Linked DNA regions of Mus musculus: region 1 is linked to region 2. A link is a contact called in public Hi-C data. All regions are on one chromosome and are shown on one strand. The core of a region is the stretch at or near the end of the contact, and the rest is flanking DNA. Distances in the headings are between cores, read along the strand shown. Region 1 has its middle 3.1 kb from the start of Gm41029. Region 2 has its middle 11 kb from the start of Gm33390.

What was found. Hi-C and Micro-C count contacts between places; a contact is called where the count stands out from the background.
Region 1: a Hi-C map of the N1E-115 cell line shows a contact between it and region 2, with 5 times the contacts expected there. The contact joins two enhancer-like sites. A contact is called at or near these places in 4 of 484 Hi-C or Micro-C datasets (the N1E-115 cell line, liver and nephron progenitors).

The regions. Positions count from the first base shown.
Region 1 is chr13:97,539,365-97,544,117 of GRCm38.p6, forward strand. No RefSeq gene overlaps it. Among named protein-coding and RNA genes, the nearest start is that of Gm41029, 3.1 kb to the left of the region's middle. Within about 2 kb of position 3,112, at least 2 of the 459 cell types and tissues checked have an H3K27ac peak or open chromatin away from gene starts, as enhancers often do. A contact at or near this core is called in the N1E-115 cell line, where this site is marked.
Region 2 is chr13:97,307,423-97,312,542 of GRCm38.p6, forward strand. No RefSeq gene overlaps it. Among named protein-coding and RNA genes, the nearest start is that of Gm33390, 11 kb to the left of the region's middle. Within about 2 kb of position 3,244, at least 52 of the 459 cell types and tissues checked have an H3K27ac peak or open chromatin away from gene starts, as enhancers often do. A contact at or near this core is called in the N1E-115 cell line, where this site is marked.

The DNA of each region.
Region 1 (4,753 bases), core at 1,862-4,361, 230 kb after region 2:
TTAGTGTCATGCTATCTTTGAAACTGTAGGGTCCTGACTCCAGGTAGAGAATTCATGGCGTTTCCTGAGTGTTTGTGTCCATCTTTTCTACATAGAGATGTGGCAAAGGCAGAGGATACAGGCAGTCTGGTTTCTAAGCCTTCATCAAATTTTCAGCCTGCTTGGAGAGAGCCAGTGAGCACACTCAGGAATGTTATCCAGCTGCACACCAGGCCGCGCTCCGTGTTTGTAGGTCAGAGCTTCTTCTCTTGTTTAGGGAGAGGGAAGGCAAGGTATCAAGCTTCAGGGCCACTGTGGAGAAGCCTCTGGAACTGAGAATAGTTTAATTGCAGAGAAGAAAAAGGTCTACCAGGCGCCAGCCAGACATTTGTGAGCTCCGAGTTTCGTCAACACCATGATGCTACTTCATCTCTCTCATAAACCACAGTGAGCATCACTTTTTTTTTTTGCTTCAGTGGTGACAAAAGAACCGCAGGCTGCAGCGAGAGCTCCCTGACAGGGTCAAGCTTCCTCTCAGCTACGTGACTCACCCTTTACCCCAAGGTACAGGACTCAGATTTATGGCAGACAGGCACAGCCCGTGGGCCCTCCAGCTCCTCTTAGGTAGATAAAAATCAGGATTCTGCTCTGTTTCAGGGTAGGGAGGTTTGGCCTGAGGCACAGAGGCGAGACTGGTAGAGAGTCCCATCGAGCTGAAACTCAGGGGAGAAAGGAAAAGAAGACAAGGCTTGCTGAGAAATTATCTTTGTTGGGCGTTTATTGCCATGACAAAAGGAACTCAGGAGGGAAGGCATTTATTTCAGTTTGCCATTTCGCACTGCAATCTGTCATCTCAGGGAGTTGGGGCACAAACCTGGAGGCAGGGACTGAAGTAGAGACCACAGAGGAATGCTATTTGCTGGTTTGCACTTCATGGTTTTCTCGGCCTGCTTCCTCATAGCTCCCAGGACCACCAGCCAACCCAGGGGAAGCTCTGCCACACACACACAGTGAGCAGAGCCCACCAGACACCAATCATTAATCAAGAAAATGCCCTGGGAGCTTGCCCACAGGCCAATATCGTGGGGGTGTTTTCTCAGTTGAAATTCCCTTTTCCCAGATGACTCAAGCTGTGTCAAGTTGACATAAAACTAGCCAGCACAGAAAGACTACTGATGTTATACCCAGCATAGTAATTAAGGAGGAGTTATTATATATGTGTGTACTTAAGGTGTTATGTATTCTTCGAAATTTTCACATGTGTGTAACATGTATGTTGATCATCTGCTCTTCTGCTGCCCTCACTTCAAACTCTCTCTCTCTCTCTCTCTCTCTCTCTCTCTCTCTTCGGTTATTCAGCCCACTGTATACAGTTAGTGCTGCTTATGTGCACACAGGCATTAGGGCCATCCACTGAAGCATGGAGAACCTACTAGTGGCCACACTCTTAAAGAAAAGTGAATTCTCCTCCCCACAACAGCCCACAGGTTGGCAGCTCCTCCCTCTTACATGGTAGGATTTTTAGCTGGCTTGATATCGTGCAGCTACTATGTGGGTAACTACTGTTTCTATGAGTTCATATGTACAACAGCAATGTTACAGCCACAGAAATCCTGCCTATTCTAGCTCTTACATTCTTTCTGACAAAACTCCCTGAGCCATAGAACGGGAGGGGGAGTGGAGGGGAGGTGATAAAGATGTTCCCTGTATGGTCAGGTACTCACAATTGCCTATTCTAAGCACTTTGAACAGTAACAATTATGTATTCCCACAATAACTGTTACCACTGCAAAACAAACCAAAGCAAGATCTTTTGACAGAGGCTGGGAGCAGCACAAGCCTATGGCTATAAACATAAATATTTAGAAGGAGGTTTGACAAGACCATTTAGAAAAATAGCATCAATTGTGTCTCCCCTACAGTCTATGAGTTCCCTAGACATGGGTTTTTGCCTTCTCATATCAGGCATGGAACGTCATCTGTGGAGCAGGCTCACTTGTCTCCCTCTCTCAAGCTTCATCCTCCCTCCAGTCCTTTCATATTCTACTTCTATATGGGTATTTCTAAAAAGAAAACAAACAGCAACATCAACACCTGCTTGCTTTCCTGTATCAGTAGCATGCCTAATAAACTATACTAGTAAGGAAAGAGTGGAACAAAAGCAGAGAGGAGGCGCATCAGGAGGGGAAATGGAGGAGAAATTGGGATTCACAATGGCCTATGGCTTCTCAATATTCCATCACCTGAAGTGGTTTTTCTGCGGAATGTGTGTTCTGGGTGAGGTTTCATGTCCTCCTATGTCCATGGCCCATAGCATCTTTCATAAGGACCTTAATGATGATAAAATATGCACAACACAAAAGGTACTCGCTGTCTCCACGACAGTGCTTCATTCATGGGCATTGTTGTGTAACCCACCTCCAGAGCTGTCTTCGTCTTGCAAAACTGAAATTCTGTAGTCACTAAACACTACCCATTCCTTCTAACTCCCATCAATCACTCCATCACCATGGACTGCACGTTCTCAGTGATGACTCTCGTTGAAAGTTGAGTTTTTGTGACTGGTTTGTTTCACTCAGCGTCATATTCTCAAGGCTCAAGGCTCATTGGTGTGGAACCAGGTATTAACTATTTCTTTAATATAGAGATATTTGGGTCCCTTTATAAGCACAGGTGTGGAAGTGTCTCTTCAGGACCTCACTTTCCAGTCTTTTGGTTATATTCCAAGAAATGGAACTGCATGATCATGGGTAATTATACTTTCCTCTTGTGAGTAATCTCCATACTGTTTACCACGACATCTACACATTTTTGGATTTCCACCAGTGTCATGCAGGCACTCCAGTTTATCCATAGCTTTGACGTAATTTTCTGTTTTGCTTTGTTGTTGTTCACTAGTTGCTGTATTCCTTACTACTCTCTTATCCCTGTGGCAAATGCCCAACATGAAGCAAGAGCTCATAGTTTGTGGATATATACAGTCCGTGCTGGCAGGGAAGGTGTGGGAACTAGGCAGTTGATCACACGGCATCTGCAGTCAGGAAGCAGAGAGGGATGTGTGCTCGGGCCCAGTCACTATCCCCGCTCTTTTCCTTTTACTCAGTCTGGCACTCTGGTCATGTGATAGTTCCGCTCGCACTCAGAGTGGGTCTCCCATCCTCATTTAAGAATCTCTGCAAACAGTCTCAGATAAACCAGGACATGTGTCAGCTAGGTCACTCCAAATCCAGGCAAGTTGACAAAGAAACTTGACATCATGGTCATCAAGCCAATGGGTGTAAGTTGGCTCTTGGGTGTATATGGATAACCAGCAATTTCACTGACTGGCTGTAAGTCTGTCTTTGGAACAAATTCGGATCTGAATTGTTCTCCAGGGCCTGCATATTAAAAGCTTGGTCCTCAGCTTTGTGATCCTAGAAAATGGTCGAACCTTGAAGCAGTAGGGTGGAGTGGAGCTGCCCGTTTACTGTGGACATACTCTCAAAAGAGACTCTGGAATACCCTAGTCCTTCTGCCCTTTCCAGCAACTGTGAGGTGAGATTTCCTCCACCGTGAGACCCCTGCATGGGATTATATACTGCCTCATAGAATCACATGGCTAAGCAGTCATGAACTGGAGTCTCTGAGACTGGGAGCCTACGTGCGCCTTTCTTCCTTTTAAGTGGCTCTTTGTTGTAGTAATAAAAAGCTGGCTGACACAATTAGTTTATAAATGGCTGTGAAATGGTAAGAATTTTGACCTGGCTCTAATGTACCAGGAATGTAATTAAAGGAAACTATTCTCATTCTTGTGCTTGGACAGTCCCTTATGAGCAAAACCTGATTTTACACAGTTCCTCTAAGTTCTTGAGACATGTTGATTTGTCCTTGACTCCAGAACTGAGAGCCATTGCCCCTTGAGTTGAGTTTTCAGTTTAAAGGCGATTCTTCACAGACATCCAGTTAAAATCCATCTGCCATGGTTCAGGGCTGCAGGGGAGACAAAGACAAGAGAAAGTAAGTACCTAAAAAGACTCCAGTGAGTCAACCCTATGCTCGATAGACCACAGTCCTGTGGGAAGGGCTGCTGTCTGTGATGGCTCTGGTGTCCACACAGCCAAGACACAAGACATACATATTTGTATGTACATACATACATACTACTTACATACACATGTACATACATACATACATAAACTTTTGTTTAAATTGAAGTGTGTGTATGTATGTATATACATATGTGTGTATATGTATGTATGTATATAAGTGTGTATGTCTGTGTGTGTATGTATATATGTGCATAAGTGTGTGTATATATGTGTGTATATGTGTGTGTGAGTGCATGTCTCTCTCTCTCTCCCTGTCTTTCTCTCTCTCTCTGTCTTTCTCTCTCTCTCTGTCTTTCTCTCTCTCTCTGTCTTTCTCTCTGTCTTTCTCTCTGTCTCTGTCTCTGTCTCTGTCTCTGTCTCTGTCTCTGTCTCTCTCTGTCTCTCTCTCTCTCTGTCTCTCTCTCTCTCTCCTAGTGAACTTATGGGCTCATAATAGAGGTCAGAGGTCAACCATCATCAGAGTGTCTTCCTCAACCACTTCTCCACTTTACTTTTCTGATACAGGGATTCTTGTGAATCTGGTGGTGACGATTTGGGCTGGACTGTAACCGCCAGAATCCACCTGTCTCTGGCCCTCAGAGCTGGGGTCACTAATGTACACGGCCATGCCCAGCCTTTACTTGGGTGCTGTCCTCATGCTTGTGCAGAAAGCACTTTACTCTTGAAGCCACCTCCTCAGCACCCTG
Region 2 (5,120 bases), core at 1,994-4,493:
GTTCAAGGTGAAAGCCAATACAACAATTATAAACGTGAACTATCATGATCACATGGAGTTTTTGTTTGTAGCTACAATTTTCAATGGCGGGACTGAGCAGGAGCTGTGTTCATTCCTGTAAGAGGCCAACAACACACAGGTACTTTTTTTTAAAAGAGAAAAACTAGCAATATAATGTTCCTTTTCTATTTTTTTAAATATATATTTTACTTTTTCAGTATTGCACCATTAAACTATTTCCCCAATCCTATATTCTTACCTTATATTCACAGGTAAGATCACATGCTTGCAGTTTAATAAATAAAAAATGTCACTGTCTGTCTTTTTGGTCATGATTTATTAGGCTTAATTCATGATTATTCCTAAAAACAATTTTGCCCTATGGAGAAGACAGTGTTAATTTACTTAAGGTGTACGCTGTGGACGCCATACTGAGTCTGAGCTTCCCCCAGTGCTTGAACACAGTGATGTAAACCACAGGCCAAGAACCTTCTCCAGTATAGGGAAAGGTCTTCTCCATAGCTAGGCTCATGGTCAACACACTGAGGTCGGCTAGCTTTCTGTCACTATAACAAAATACTCAAGATAACTAGGTTATAAAGATAAAAGTTTAATTTTGTCTCACAGTTTTGGAGCTTCCAGTCTGATTGCCTTGGTCTTGTGGTAAGGTAGTGCATCATCGAGGGAGGTGGGGGGAACACACAAAGAAGCGAAATTGCTCATTTTGTGGGCAAGAAGCAAGTTTAAGAAAAAAGAGGGAAAGGCGTGGGGTGTAAGAGTACATGCCCAGTAATCTAAAGATCATAAGGTCCCAGTTCTCAAATGTTCTATTAACTACAAAGAGTCTTTCCTTGGGGACCAAGGTAGTAGCTGTAGCCGTGGGGTTTTGGAAGACATTCCACATCCAAACTAAAACACCTCCTCAGTAGAAGACTAACAAGGGACAAAACAATACATGCACACCCTCATTTTAAGTTGCACAAAAGATTTCAAAGAATGAAGACCAAAGTGACAGGGAAAACCCTTGTGAAGACCAAAGTGACAGGGAAAACCCTTGTCTCCTTGTGAAGCCTGATGGAGAATTGGGCAGCTGAGCAGGCATGTAATTGGGTGAGAAGCATAGGGTGTAATGTGATTGGGTGAGAAGCATAGGGTGTCGTGTGATTGGGTGAGAAGCATAGGGTGTCATGTGATTGGGTGAGAAGCATAGGCTGTAATGTGATTGGGTGAGAAGCATAGGGTGCCATGTGATTGGGTGAGAAGTGTAGGGTGTAATGTGATTGGATGAGAAGCATAGGGTGTCATGTGATTGGGTGAGAAGCATAGGCTGTAATGTGATTGGGTGAGAAGAATAGGACGTAAGTGGGGATTAGTGCAACCTGCTTGTCTAGGCTCTTTCCTGCATCTTCATAGACAAAGATTTTTTTTTAATTTTTTTTTTTCGGGAAACAAGACGCACATCTTCCAAATGAAGTTCTCTTGACCTACTTTTGGGAAGAAGAGGGCTCTCGGCTGGCTGTGGTCTCCGTGTCTTTCTGCTGCTCTACTTCTCTAAGCTGGTGATGGACTCTTATCCCTCTGGAGCCAAAAGCTTAAGTCCGTTTTTCCTTCTGTAAGTTGCCTTGGTCATGGTGTTTTATCCCAGGAATAAAGAAGTTAACGATCCAGTCTCTCACTGGCTAGGCTTACACTGATTAGTCTGGGTTGACTGAGAGCCCAAGGTCCACTTGTCTCTACCTTCTCAGGGCCTAGACCACAAAGGCGAGCTACAAGGCCTGGCTTTTGACAGGGACAAACTCAGGTTTTCATGCTGGTAGGGCAAACACTTTCCCCACAGAGCCATCTCCCCATACCTAGACTAGAATTTTTTGATACTGGAAACAATCAATGACTGTATTTTCCTGTCAGGAGGTGTTGGGATGGAACAAAACCCCCATGTAGCATTTGGATCCTCAAAGGTTGATTGAATGCTTCTATCAGTGTAATAATAGTTCCAAACCTGGCTTCAATGCTTTCTTTTATTTGATATTCTTCCTTTAGTTCAGGCTGACCTGGAACTCACTTATGTAGCCTACCCAGGCTGGCTTCAAACACTTGGCACTTCTCCTGTCTCAGTCTCAGGAGTGCTGAAGACATAGATGCAAGCCACAACACCTGGTGCTTGCTTTGAAGCTAATGTCTAGACAAACAACATGAAGAGAAAAGGAAGCGTGCTCTAAATTTATGTTTGAAATCCCGTCTTCCTATTTGAGATGTTCTTAGAGTGCTCTCTGCAGTAAAGAGCTGCCTCCTTCCGTTGCTCCTCTCAAATCCTAGTCAATAGACAGTCTCAAGCCCTAACAGGCAAGCTCTGCCCCATCCAGGCCAGGTGCTCCAGCCCTCTCTACTCCTTGTTTCCTGTCCCTTTCAGTGTGAATCATACAGGGTCAGAGACCCTGAGCAGAGACCACTTACAGATTTTTTTTTCTTTTAAAGAGATGTGTCTAGTTCTGGGGCCAGACTGGCCTTGAACAGTGACTCTCTTGTTTCACCCCCCCCACAAAGCTCAAGTGGCAGCTATGTGTCACCCTGTCTACCTAAAATCCCACGTCTTTGTCTCCTGTAGGAGAAAGGGATGACATGAACACTCACTGCTGACCTATGTCTTCTTTTCACTTTAAGAAGCAGCTGTGGAGATTGGACCTTCATGACTTTTGTATCTTTAAAGCAATGTTGACTTCGTCCCCTTCAGTAGTTCTAGTGGACCAGGGAAGAACCTTTAATCTGGACAAGTAGAACTTGAACAGAAACCATCAAAAGCCAAGGGAAGCTAGGCTGGAGCATAGCAGACCAAGATGCCCAAAGGAGTCCCCGTGATTCAGGTCTGAGCCTGGACTCATTCCCACTCAATGGCACCTCCGAGGCTTGTGCACAGTAGTTCTCTGGGCCCAGGTCAGCCATTGGTGGTCACCTGTCCATGACCAATGGCCCCTTTGTTCCATGGTGAAGGGCTGACTGCTGAGCTGTGTCCAATGTCCTTTCCATGCCGAATACAAGCTCAGGTATTGCACTGAGACTCGGGGAAGAAGTTTAGGAGGGGAAAGGACATTTTAAAATGTGTGATTACTCTTGGCTATTGCTTTTTTTTTTTTTTTTTTTTTTTTGTGCCTCAGGGGACCAGAAAAACAAGTCCAACCAGTGTCAAACCCCAAGCGGTATGTGATTCTGTGTGTTCCTGTGGCAGGCTGGGTGTAATGAACTGCCAAGAACAGGCTATATTTGCAGGTGGCAGGCTCCCAAGGAAGGCCTCCTGATTACCCTGTGTCGGCCTCTTAACATGCCTAAGAAATATGTGACTGCCCCTTCCGCTCGGCTAATCTTCCCTGAAGGGTGTCCAGTGTTGAATCTGGAGACAGTTAGGTTAATTTTAGTGACTGTTGGCTTTCTGATCTGTGAACTCCCCGCCCCCCACGCCACCCTTTTTCTCTAATTTCATGGTCCAGTTTCCTAGTTCGCTTCCTCTTGTCTGTCTACTCTGTCAAACACAGTCTCAGATGACTGGCATTCTGTCTTCATCAAAGCTAAAGAGGGTTTTATGTTCACTGTGTTTTCTGGTTAAAAGTCACTGGGGTAAAGTGCCCCCCACCTCCACCACCAGTGGAATAGCTAGACACACAGTGTTTTCTTACTTGGAGACCAGGAAGAAACTGAACTGTGGGGGGCCCTCAAAGGTTTCAGGATAGGCATCATTAAAGGAATATAAATTTAGGATATAAAATCCAAGATGAATGGATACAAATTGTATGTTCTTTCTGACAGTGAGAATGCTTAGAAGCTTGCCTCAATAAAACTCCAATAAAATGCAGAGTATTTTCTAGCCATCCCCACTTTTATTTTCTCTGGAATCAGTGACCTGTAAGCTCCCTCATGACCCCTGGGTTGGAGGGACCCAAGGGCTGCAGGGGGGTGGTTCTTCTTCTCCCAAGAGGCTCTCCTGGGCCAATAAGCCTTTATTTCTGACCTTTTTTCACTGGCTCTAGTGGGCCATGAAAACCTAAATGCGGTGGCTTTCAGATGCCTGGGAAGCTGCAAGGCCTCCTGAATCAAATCCTGTAGGGGAGTTTTACTCCCAGATCTTCAGGTCATTGATCCCGAAATAACAGCCTCGAGTCATCTGTGGGAGTCGTTTCTCTTGAGAAGGAGAGGCAGCTGAATAGGATGCAGGGTGATGTCACTAGACAAGCTTTCTCTCAGGACAGGAAGCTCTCACTTCCAGTGTCTGGGAGACTTGAAAAAGGATCACCAATAGGCATGCAGATGATTATCTTGGTGGGAAAGTCTGAAAGACTAATCAATCAAATAAGTTACTAATTACCCAGAGGCTAACTGAAGCCTCCCTCTCCCCCTCCCCCTTTCCCCCTCCCCCTCTCCCCCTCCCCCTCTCCCCCCTCCCCCTCTCCCCCTCCCTCTCTCCCCCTCTCCCCCATCCCCCTCCCCCCCTCTCTGCATGCATATGGAGGTGCCTTAGGTTTCATTGCTGTGAAGGGACAACATGACCAAGGCCACTCTTATAAAGGACAACATTTAATTGGGGCTGGCTTACAGGTTAGAGGTTCAGTCCGTTATCATCCTGGCGGAAGCATGACAGCATCCAGGCAGACATGGTGCTAGAGGAGCTGAGAGTTCTACATCTTGATTTGCAGGCAGCAGAAGGAGATTATTTTTAATAGGCAGCCAGGACCACTCCCACAGTGACACACTTCATCCAACAAGGCCACACCTCCTAATAGTGCCTTTCCTTGTGGGCCAAGCATTCAAACATATGAGTCTATGGGGGAACCACAGGAGGTCAGAGGTCAGCCTCGAGCATCATTCCTCAGGAGCATCTGACTTGGTTTTCTGAGAAAGTCACTCAGTGGCCCGGAGCTCCTCAGGTAGGCCAAGCTGGCTCTGTTTCCAGTGCTGGGGTCCAAAGCATGCACTGATACCCCTGGCTTTTTATGTGGCTCCTGAGGTTGAGACTCAGGTCCTCCCACTTGGGTGGCAAGCACTTTATAGACTGAGTAATCTTACTGGGATTTTGGTCCCAGGATCTTATGGGCAATACATGGGTTTTAAACCAGAGAGCAGACAGTGCCCAT